Regions from separate parts of the Mus musculus genome. Here regions 1 and 2 are each linked to region 3. Evidence: chromatin contacts called from public promoter capture Hi-C data. All regions are on one chromosome and are shown on one strand. The core of a region is the stretch at or near the end of the contact, and the rest is flanking DNA. Distances in the headings are between cores, read along the strand shown. Region 1 holds the start of 1700028P15Rik (RIKEN cDNA 1700028P15 gene). Region 2 holds the start of Cass4 (Cas scaffolding protein family member 4). Region 3 holds the start of Bcas1 (breast carcinoma amplified sequence 1).

What was found. Promoter capture Hi-C pulls out the DNA fragments that hold promoters and counts their contacts.
Region 1: a promoter capture Hi-C map of hippocampal neurons shows a contact between it and region 3, with 6 times the contacts expected there. The contact joins the promoter of 1700028P15Rik here to the promoter of Bcas1 in region 3. A contact is called at or near these places in 2 of 39 promoter capture datasets (hippocampal neurons and stem cell-derived epiblast-like cells).
Region 2: a contact with region 3 is called in a promoter capture Hi-C map of embryonic stem cells, with 4 times the contacts expected there. The contact joins the promoter of Cass4 here to the promoter of Bcas1 in region 3. A contact is called at or near these places in 3 of 39 promoter capture datasets (the C10 cell line, cranial neural crest and embryonic stem cells) and 1 of 115 datasets of contacts at active chromatin or transcription factors (microglia).

The regions. Positions count from the first base shown.
Region 1 is chr2:171,960,400-171,964,077 of GRCm38.p6, forward strand. It overlaps 1700028P15Rik (RIKEN cDNA 1700028P15 gene), which reads right to left and starts at 2,400. Exons shown (of 6, transcript NR_040509.1): 1 at 2,351-2,400; 2 at 2,103-2,231; 3 at 1,618-1,715. Gm40005 (a long non-coding RNA gene) reads left to right here and starts at 1,763. Exons shown (of 2, transcript XR_867055.3): 1 at 1,763-2,602.
Region 2 is chr2:172,392,349-172,396,016 of GRCm38.p6, forward strand. It overlaps Cass4 (Cas scaffolding protein family member 4), which reads left to right and starts at 1,296. Exons shown (of 7, transcript NM_001080820.3): 1 at 1,296-1,657. The coding sequence starts at 1,622.
Region 3 is chr2:170,426,104-170,429,650 of GRCm38.p6, forward strand. It overlaps Bcas1 (breast carcinoma amplified sequence 1), which reads right to left and starts at 1,742. Exons shown (of 13, transcript NM_029815.2): 1 at 1,643-1,742.

The DNA of each region.
Region 1 (3,678 bases), core at 1,150-3,649, 1.5 Mb after region 3:
CAATACTGTTGATTTAACCAAATACCTGGTAAGAGGTAACTTAGGGAAGAAAACATTTACTTTGGCTGACAGCTGGAGGGTCACGGAGGGATAACATATTGACAGGCACAGAAGGCAGGAGTGGGAGGCTGGCTGGTCACTCTCCATCTTTGCTCTCCGAATAGCGAACAGAAAGTGGGTTCTGGCTATACAGCTCAAAGTCCACCTCTGGTGATCCATTTTCTCCAGTGGGGCGCCACCTCTTTTTTTATTGTTATTGATTATTTTATTTATTTACATTTCAAATGTTATCCCAGTTTCCACCTCTTAAAGGTTCACAGTCCTTTCCTAAAAAGCACAACCATCTTAGAACCAAGTGTCCCAACCTATGGGGGACACTTCACATTCAGATGGCAAGACTCCCAATCAGACTGTCCTCATCTCCCACCAATCAGGGACCCAGGAGCACAATGGACCAATAATACTTCCGTGTTGGAGCACTGTAATCCAAGCTTCTGCCCGAGGTAAGAACGTGGGCCAATCAGAAATGCCCTCATTTGCATAGCTCTCATTTGCATAGCCTTCATCTGCATGGCGGAGACTGAAACTCTATAATTTGGGCTAACATCCCAGGTCAGAAACGCCAACCAGTCTGGACCACTTCCATTCATGTGATGGGAGTGACATGCTAGGACACCCAAGGAGTCTCCAAATGAAGACCCCCACGGCCCACTGCCTCAGACTACTGTTACTCTGTGCTGCTAACCAGCAACCCCTTGCAGTGTGCTAAACAGACTCTACGTTCCGTAGCACAGCTCAAAGGCTGAAATCTTTCACTGTCTGCCAGTCCTCTTCCCACAGAGCATAAGCTGGCATGAGAAGCTGGTCTCAAATAGGAGTCAGCCCATAGTCAGCTCACACCCAAACCTGTATCCGTCCCATCACTCATAGGACCTCGTAAGTGACTAAGGACCAGGATAGTGCACTGTGGAGTAAAAAAATACACCCTCCACTTTTAAACCCCCTCCTCCACAAACACAGAAAGAAGCAAGCATAAAGCCACCGTGACATTTATCCCCCCAAATGTCTCATCTCCAGTGTAAGAGGATTAAGGTGAAGTAGTAGAAAAGGAGGCTGGGGGCTGAGGGAGATGTAAGAGATATGAAGGCCAATATAATTCAGAATGAAACTGATTTAAATTTTTGCTAAGATTTTTACAGCTGCATATTTCACCCTTACAGCCTACCTTTAGTCTTATTTACAGTTTTGATTAAATCTATACTTGGGGTATTTTCTGTAGTGTATAGAAATATAGTTTTATGTAAATATCTCTTAGAGCGATCTGTAAAAGTGTCTCTTATAATTGATATGATGTTTCAAAATACAGAGCCAGTGTTTCATGATCAGAAGCCCTTTCTGGGCTTAATGGTAGACAGCAATCCACACTTATATTTACTACTTTTTAATTATCTCATTATCTGTAGCCATGAGAAGCTCTGATTTACCCAGACAGGAGATCTGGGGAGTCATATATCTGCAGGCAGTGGATATCTTCCATTTATCTCTGTCTAAAACTTTTCTCCTCCTTTGAGTAATTGGAGAGAAAGAGAGAGAAAAATCTTAGCCCAACTCTCCTACCTCAAAGCTTCCATTTATCAGTCGGCTGTAGACGTCACTTGGCCATAAAATTGAAAAATGCAGCCCATGTCAGCACTTGCATATTTATACCCAGCACACTGAAAAATAAATGCATAAAATTCTAATACGTCAGGTGTTACGTTGTGAGATTTCACTGGGAGCCATTGCCATTAGAGAGGGGGGAGGGAGTAGCCAGAACCATTCTCCTATGGCTGTGCCTACTTTAGCCGTGTCTAACTAAAGATGGGGAGGTGAGTCCCCTAGTCATGAGAATACTGTATGTCGCCATCTGTCTTTCAAATCCACTGTCCCAGATGGCTCATACAGTTCAGGACAACCAAGCCTGAGTTGGGGACAGGAGCCATGCGCGGTGGAAAGGCAGAAGCTTGACAGGACAGAATAGTGTTATGTCATGTCTCCAGGGACACATGAACATCCCCAGTGATACGAGACCAACGGCGGCTGGTGCCAGTGGGAATAGCTACCGAGTTAAAGTCGTCTCCTCATTGATACATCCATAGCTCCTATGGCGAGTGCCGGTTCCTTAATAACTCTTCCCTTGGCGATCCAGAAAGGAACACGCTAGAATCCTAGCCTAGGCTCCCACAAGTCATCTTTGAACAAGAAATCAGCAGACCATCATGTCCCAGCCATCCATCCTATCCACCTCATGCCTGAAGTTCTTCCCCTCCTCTGTAGGGTTGATGGGGGGGGGGGGGTCACACAGCCCCACCTGGCTCCCCCAGAGTGAAATCTCAACTCAGCTTCTGCGGTTGATGAGTTAGGAGGCCTCGGAGTTCTCACCAACAAAACAGGAACAAACTGAATCCTCGGGCGCCTGCTCTCTGAGGGATCACATTTGGTTGGCTGGCTGCACGCATGCGCTCTTGAGAAACGTCGGTGTTTATTCCCTTTCTGTTTCCCGTGGGTCCTAATCTCAGTCGGAGAAACAGCAGAGATCACACAGGCCTCGACATCACTGAAGGTGGCAACCCCTTTCTTCTTTTAAAACTCAAAATGTGTTTGAAGTGTTTCAGGGTTCAGATGGGATGGCAGGACTTGGGTATAATCGATCTATGGGTTTGAATGAATAAACCCTACTTAATGCATCTCCAGGTGCTCTACCCAAACAGACTGCCGAGCCCCGGGGTTAGATGCCAACACCAGCCCAACATGCCAGAAAAAAACCCCAGTACTACCTGAGGTTCTCTGAAAAGCAGAGTCATCAGGCCAAATCTGAAGTGTCACAGCTGGCATGTAAAATGTCCTTCACAGGCTCTTATATCTAAAGGCTTGATCCCAAGCTGCTGGGCTTGTGGGAGATGGAGCCTCGCTAGAGGGACTGCGTCACTGAGGGTATATTAGACACTCACATGTACTAAGATCTGTGCAATAAGCTGCCATTCATTCCTGACACCACAGAGCCTCTTGCATCATGGTGGACTTCATCCCTCAAACACTGAGCCAAAATAAACCTCACCTCTGTCTTAGTCAGGGTTCCTATCGGTGAAATAAATACAATGACCAAGAGCAACTGGGGGAGGAGAGGATTACTTAAGCTCACAGGTTACCTTCCATCTTCCGGCAAAGTCAGGGAAGGAGTTCAAAGCAAGAACCTGGAGGCAGGAACTGAAGCAGAAGCCATGGAAGAGTGGTGTTTACTGGCTTGCTTCCCATGGGTTGCTCATCTTTCTTGCTCTCTAAGAGAATGAACGTCTACCTTCCTAGGGGTGGTACCACCCATAGTGGTCTGCTCCCTTGCCCAACAATCATTAAACAAGACAATGCCCCCACAGGCTTGACTATGGTCAGTTTGGTACAGGCATTTTCTCAATTGAGGTTCGTGTCTATCAGATTACTCTAGCTTGGATTGAGTTGACAAAAACAAACAAACAAACAAACAAAAAAAGCCAGGCCCAGTATCCCTCTCCTGCTGCCTGCTGGTGCAGATGTAGAACCCTGAGCTACTTCTTCAGCACCATGTCTGCCTGTATGATATCACACTTCGCATCATGATGAGATTGGACTAAACCTCAGAATGTGCTAGCCAGTCCCAAATAA
Region 2 (3,668 bases), core at 46-2,545, 2.0 Mb after region 3:
TTGCTAAGACAGATTCACACCGTAGTCCAGACTGGCCTAGAACTCTGAGGTGGCCCAGAACAGCCTTAAAGTCGCAGCTGTTCTCCTGTCTCAGCACTGTAGATGTGGGGGTGGGAGCATGCCCGGTTCTACATTTGTCTAGAGCCTGTTCATCCTGTCTAGTCATTGTCACCCCCTTTCGCTACTGTCGCCTGCAGATTGCTGATCACTGGTTCCTTAAAGACCATTTAAAATAGAGACAGCATTCTATCTGTTTGCTTGTTTTGATTGCATTTATTTTATCTGGGGAGGGAAGTATGCACACGAGTGGCAGTATGCATGCAGAGGTCAGAAAGACAGCTTGCAGGAGTCCTCTTCTCCCACCGTGTAATTCCAATAACTCCAACAAGTTTTCAGCTTAGCAGCTGACAGCTTCACCCACTGAACCATCTCACTGGTTCAATTTTTTTAAATTTACTTTTTTTTTCCACTTTGAGTTCGGGGCTGGCCCCAAACTTACTTTGTAAGTCAGGCTATCATTAAACTCACTGAGATTAGCCAGCCTCTGCTTTCTGGGAGTGCTGGTATCAAAGGAGAGTGCCACCGTGGTCTGGCTATGGCATGCTTTTTAAATCTCACACCTGGGAGGCAAAAATAGGTGGGTCTTGGTGAGTTTAAGGCCAGCCTGGTCTACAGATCGAATCCCAGGGGAGCTGGGAGGAGCTGCTTAGAAGAGGGGACCCTTATGCTGAAATGAAATGAAGCCTAAGCTAGTTTTGGGTTTTTGTTTTGTTTTCTTATTTGTTTGTTTGGTTTTTTTGGGGTTGTTTGTTTGTTTGTTTGTTTTTGGTTTTGGTTTTGTTTGTTTTTTGGTTTTTTTTTTTTTGTACTCCGTGGCTCCTCTCTGGATATTGGGTCTGAGTTGAGGGAAACTTTAAACTTGGGAAGTCGTGAGGACTCCACTTCATGAGTTCAGAGCACTCGCTTGACACAAAGAGCCAAGTGTGGGGCAGTATCTGGTGCTCTCAGCAGCGCCCGCTAAAATATAACCACGGAGAATTGGAGTGAAGGTGTAGAAAACGTGGGGTTCAGAGCAGGGCAGTTTACTCCTGTTACCCCAGCTGTCACACCGCAGGGGACAGGAAGGAAGACATGCTGACCCTCAGCGGAAGTCCAGCAGCTTTGCTTCATCATGGAAATGTGTTGCCTCGCTGGGTGGGAATTGTTCCATTAGTCTTCAAGGGACAAGAATGCGGTGTGATCCTACGCTGGGCTGCTCAAAGTAGGAACTTCACCTTGTAAAGCAGAAGGGTGGGTTTTTTTTTTTTTTTTTTTTTCTCCTTCTTCTTCTTTTGTGGTTTCACACAGCAAAGGAGTGTCAGCCTCCACTTACCATGAAGTGGGACAGCAGGCATGGAGGCGTGGGTGTGGCCTGAAGCTCTGGCCCCGCCTCCCCCGTTCCTTTCATTTGACTCTCTTTACTTGAAAGAATCATCTCGACTGTTTCCATGTGTTGGCAAACAGTTCCATAGAATCCAGCTCCTGGGAACCAGCCAGCAGCATGCAGTGATATTGCATCATTGGTCCCTGGAACCAGATATATCAGCGGCAGAACTCCGAGGACCCTGCTCACATCACAGCCATGAGAGGCACCAGCATCAGAGAGGGTGCGCCCAAGGTGAGTGACTGATTGGGGCTGAGTGCATGAGAGCAACAGTTGACTCAACTGTTTTTATCTTTGGGTCTCTAATGAACACGAAGGGTAGGTTATTAGTGGCAGGCAGGTTTGGAATGAGAAAGCTTTGCTCTTTACCAGTTGTTGGTTTCAAGATGACTGGAAATGATGGGGTGAAATCGGCAGGAGGCAGACAGCCCAAGCCCCCACTGTGTGTCTCTTCACCACTCAGCAAACTTCTTAAACATTCTCTCTTTCTCTGCATCCTGAAGGTGCTTAGTGTGGCTCTCAAGGATTCTGACTGGCTTGGGGCACTCACTTCTCTTGAATAGAGAGAGCTTAGACCTTGGCTCTACTCTTGCTAACTCCAATAAGGACACCCATGAACTGCCTTCGTGTTCCTTTGGGCGCTGGGGACTGGAACTCTGGTACAAACTGCAAGTCTGGGCCAGGAACCAAGAGACGGTCCTATAGCATATGTATAGCATGGCACACTGCTAACCCAAGAAGGGCACTGGAGCCTGAGATGTGACGATGGTACTTGCAATACAGGCATAAGGACCTGAATTCAGTACCCAGTACCCACATAAAAAAACAAAAAACAAAAAACAAAAACAAACAAAAAAAACAGGCATGAAAGCGTGTACCTGTAACCCCAGAGACGGCAAGGAGGTGACAGCAAGGTCCCTGTAGTTCTCTGGCCAGCATCCCTAAGACAAGCAACTCCAACTCCACACACACACACACACACACACACACACACACACACACACACACACACAAATAAAGTGGGTGGGTGATGGAGAAGGACATTGTGACATCAACTTTTGGGTTTCACACACCCATACTGTATGCGGGGGCTTGGGGAGAAGGAGGAGAGATCACAAGGAAAGTGAAGCTCACAGTCGTTGCTTTTCTGTCCCCTCCTATTCTTTCAAAATGTGATAGAATGGTAGATACAAAAGAGCCATGAAACAGTTGCTAAATGGGAGGCTGCTTGCCGGAATTAAATGTTGCTTGTCATTGTGATAGTAACAAGTGTTGGGCGTGGGATCCAGGGCTGGGGTCTGTGGCGACTCCTTGTTTAGATGACTTGTAAATATCTGAGTTGAGAATCTTGCCCCACAAAGCGCTGGGGAAGTGAGTAGTTGAGCCAGCCCCACTAAATCTTTCATCCAAAGGCATCCCCGCAGTTCCGGGCAGTCTGTCTCTCCGGCAGTCTGTCTCTCCGGCATACGGCCTCTGTCTGTACATCGACTGATGCTACAGCTCTGCTCACTGTTGCTGTTCAGCTTCGTGAAAATAAATAGCCAGCCCTGCACTCCTCCCTCCTGGGCTGGGGATGTTGTTCCGTTGGCAGAGCACTTGTCTCACAGGCACAAAAGCCCGGGTTTTGTCCCCAGCATGGGCTACACAGGCCTGTAACCCAAGATGATGGGGAATTCAAGGCATCCTCAGCCAGGGCCATCAACAACAGCAGGACATGCTTCATTCCTGTGCGTTTGACCTGTATCCTTACCTTCACATAGGTATTATGAGCCCATTTGAACGTCAGAACAGTCTCCAAAAACACCCTTGGGTCTGTTTGTCCAGTTCAAGGCTTCATCTCAAGGTCACACTCTTTGCCAGGTCTTGTCCTTAATCTGGAATAACCCATTTCCTATTTGTCTCTCACAACTTTGTCGGCTCTGTTTGTTTTGTTTCTGCTGAGATGCTTTTAAGATCTGAAACTTGGCACCACTCATTTCTGCACGTTTTATATGTCATAGTATAATCTGTAAGCGCATATGTATTGTCCGGGCAATGATGCACAGCCCGCTTGTCTGTTTGGTGCAAGGCCCAATAACTAACCGTCACTCACTGCGTGTGCACCAGGTGCTCCATGGAGCACCCAACTAGTCCTCACTCCCTTAGTGTGTGGACTCCGTTTGCAGCCTTCCCATGAGACAGGTCTTCTCAGCCTCATCTTGCATATGAAGAAACCCCCCCGACCCCCATGGGCAATCAGCGGCCC
Region 3 (3,547 bases), core at 492-2,991:
GCTTCAGGTGCGAGGAAAGGCAAGAATCCCGGGCATCAGGATGAAGCAGGGCTCTTTCTTTTTCTTTTCTGAGGAGGGCTCTCACAGTACTGTGCAGGTTGAAATATACCATGTAACAGCCTGGCTTCCAACTCACTGCAATCCTTCTGCCTCAGTGCAAGGTTATGGGTGTGAGCCTCCTTTTTGACTGTTTTTTTCTACATTGTTGAGGGTGGAATGCAAGGCCCCATGTTTGCTAGGCTACCACTGAGCTAAACCCTTAATCCCCAATCCCTTTAACACAGCTTTTGAAAATCAAGATTAATGCTGTCTCTGGTCTTATTTTTACTGAATTGAGATTTTGTTAATCAAAGATTGTCTTGCATTAATTTTCACCTTGTGAATTTTGTCTTAAGATGTACTTGCCTTTTTTATACTTTTATATATATTTTTTTACTTTTATATATTTTTAACTTTTAAAAATTTGTTTTTATTTTATGTGTATGAGTATTTGCCCATATGTATGTATGTATGTATGTATGTATGTATGTATGTATGTATATGTATGCATGCACATGCAGTGCTCACAGGGGCCAGAAGAGGGCATCATATCACAGAGATGGTTGTGAGCTGTCACATGGATGCTGTGAACAGAACTCAGGTCTTCTGCAAGAGCAACATGGTTTCTGAAATGCTGAACCACCTCTCCAGCCTTTGTTTGTTTGTTTGTTTGTTTGCAACAAGGTCTCACTATATCCCTCTGGTTGGTCTAGAACTTGCCACATAGAATAGTCTGGCCTTAAACCAGGGACCTTCTTGCCTCTGCCTCCTGAGTGCCACCACCCCCAGCTTTAGCTGGTCTTGACGACTGAATCTTATGGTGTCCCTTGTGAACACAGCTTCCCTCCTTTTGGCTGTCACTTGGATCCAACAGCACCCACCCTGCAGCTTCGGGACCAGTCCCCAGCCCTCTCCCCAGCCTCGTTCTCTGCATTGGAATGTGGATGCCACCTGACACAGACTGAAGTTTCTTACATGTATGGGCTTTCATGTGCATTTGCCATCTAAACTGAGTTCAGACTTGGGGTGATCCCCATTGTACAGACAAGCAAGTAGAGGCCCATAAAGCTGAAGGAATCTGACCCCAAGGTACCCGACCAGCTTGTGACAGGATGGAGACCATCCTCTGAGCATCCTGGATTTTCCAGGCAGCAAAATGGTTCAGAGGGTGATGGGAAAACCCAAGGCCTTGAATTTAGTACATGCCAGATAGAAGAGTCAGACCCACAGTGGACACTTAAAGAGCCTCTCCCCCTGTCTCCTCGGGTCCTTAGACAACACCTGTAGCCACAGATTTGAAGCCTGCTTGGCTGTGAGATTCTTGGCCTGACACTGGTCCTCAGCCTGTGATGACCCTCCACTGCTCCACAGAGACCAGAGTGCATTGTGCTGATCCAACCCAACAAGGTCCACACAGCCACTGATGCTTTTTACGAAGAGCAGTCTCTAAGTCCCATTTCACAGACAGGAAAACCAAGACTCCACATGCCCAAGACCACACAGCAAGTGAGTAAGAGATGGGGTCAAATTCTACCCTCTATCTGACCCCACACCATGAGCAATAGACACTCCAGCGGAGCTTCAAGAGTCTGGAGGCAGTTACCTGGTAAGTCGGTGGGAGTATCTTGGGTCCCCCACAGTTTCCAACAGTTGGTTCTGCTCAGGGTCCTGCGTCTTCAGCGGTTGCTGCCCAGTCTCAGACTAGCTGCAGAGCCTGGCCCTGTGCCCTTTGCTTCCTTGTTAGGCCTGCTGGCTGAATACACAGAGCAGGACAAACACACGCCAGGAGGAGTCCTCCCCGCCCCTGCCTGCCCTATGGAAACGCGTCTCTTCCTGTATTCAGGTGCCTACAATCCCAGTAAAAAAAAAAAAAAAAGCAACACAACACCTAAGTGCTCTTACATTCATGCCTGCTGGGCACTTTGAACACTGTGCAGGTGGACCTGGGATGCAGTCCCTCTCTGTAACAACTGCAGGTCACGGTCAGAGCAGGGAGGACATGCTCTGTGAGGGTCTGCAGCTTGGTCTTGCCGTTTACCTGTGTTGATTCTGGGTGCCATCTCTACCATGACCAGGTCACCTAGCTAGGAGACACCTCCCCCCCCTCCCCAATGCCTAGTCCCATAACAGCTCTAAACCCTGGAAAATGGTTAAACAAAGGGTGGCTTGTGGCTGTAGCAAAACCATGTGACATTGCTGAGTGTTCTTTTCCTCTGCTGGCCAGAAGTTCAGTTGACTTATCTGTTTGCTTGAGGCAGGGTCTCATGTAGCTCAGGCTGGCCTTGATCTTACTATGCAGTTTAAGGGCGTCCTTTGATCTGCCTGCCTTCACCGCCTCAGTGCTGGGATTCCAGGCGTGTACAGCCATGTCCAACTTGCATGATTCAAGAGATGGAATTCTGGGCTCTGTGCACACTGGGCAAGCTGCTCTACAGCTGAGCTACATCCTCAAGCCCCGACAGTAAAAGTATGCAACAAGTTAGTTACATTGTTTTACATATGATACATGTGAGAGAGAGAGAGAAAAAAATCAAGCCAAAGAAGACACACACACACACACACACACACACACACACACACACACACACACACACACAAAGAGGATCAAAAAGGCAAGTGTGTAGCCAGACATGGGGGTGCACGCCTTTGATCCCAGCACTCAGGAGGCAGAGAGAGACAGATTCCTGAGTTTGAGGCTAGCCTGGTTTACAGAGCAAGTTTCAGGACAGTCAGGGCTACACAGAGAAACCCTGTCTTGAAAAAAAAAAATCACAAAAGAAAGAAACAAACAAACAAAAGAAAGAAACAAAGAAAGAGGAAGAATAATAACAAAGAGTAAGTTTGGGTATTATTTATAGACTTGGTGAGCAGGAAGGAGCCTGCTGACAGACAAGGCAAATGGGAGATGTGTTGAGGGCACCCCTGGGAAAACACTCAAGAGAAGTGTAAACCGGTAATTACTGGGGCTTCAGTCAATAACTCGCCCATCCAGCTGCTCATCGTGACTGTTTGCTAAGCATCAGGCTATGTATAGGCCTGGTGGGCGGGGCCTCTCCACCAACCTGGGCTCATCACTGGGCGGAGTCCTAACATTAATTGGACTCACAGCACACGAGCCTTGCTGACAAAGAATAGCAGCAGCAACCAAGAGACCGGAGAACATGGAGTCAGTCAGAACGCTGCAGAAGAGTCAAATCTGTTTGAACTAAACTGAATCCCCAGGCAGGAGCGCTCAGCTCTGGCCTCTGCCCGGAAAGTGTACATGCCCGGAACCCAATTGCAAGTGGACCAATTGCAGAGCGGCCACCACTGTGCACTGTGTAAAGCAAGCTTCCACCCCTTGGTCTTGGCTCAGACCTTGATTCTTACAGACCAGCTTGGTGACTGAATGTGTCACTAACCCCTCAAGTGTCTCTCAGCCTCCTGGCTGGGAGCCCCCTGTGTTCAATTTGTATCGTATCCCTGATTCCCTGGGGCAGTTGGCAGACAAGTCTCCAAGAGCAAGATT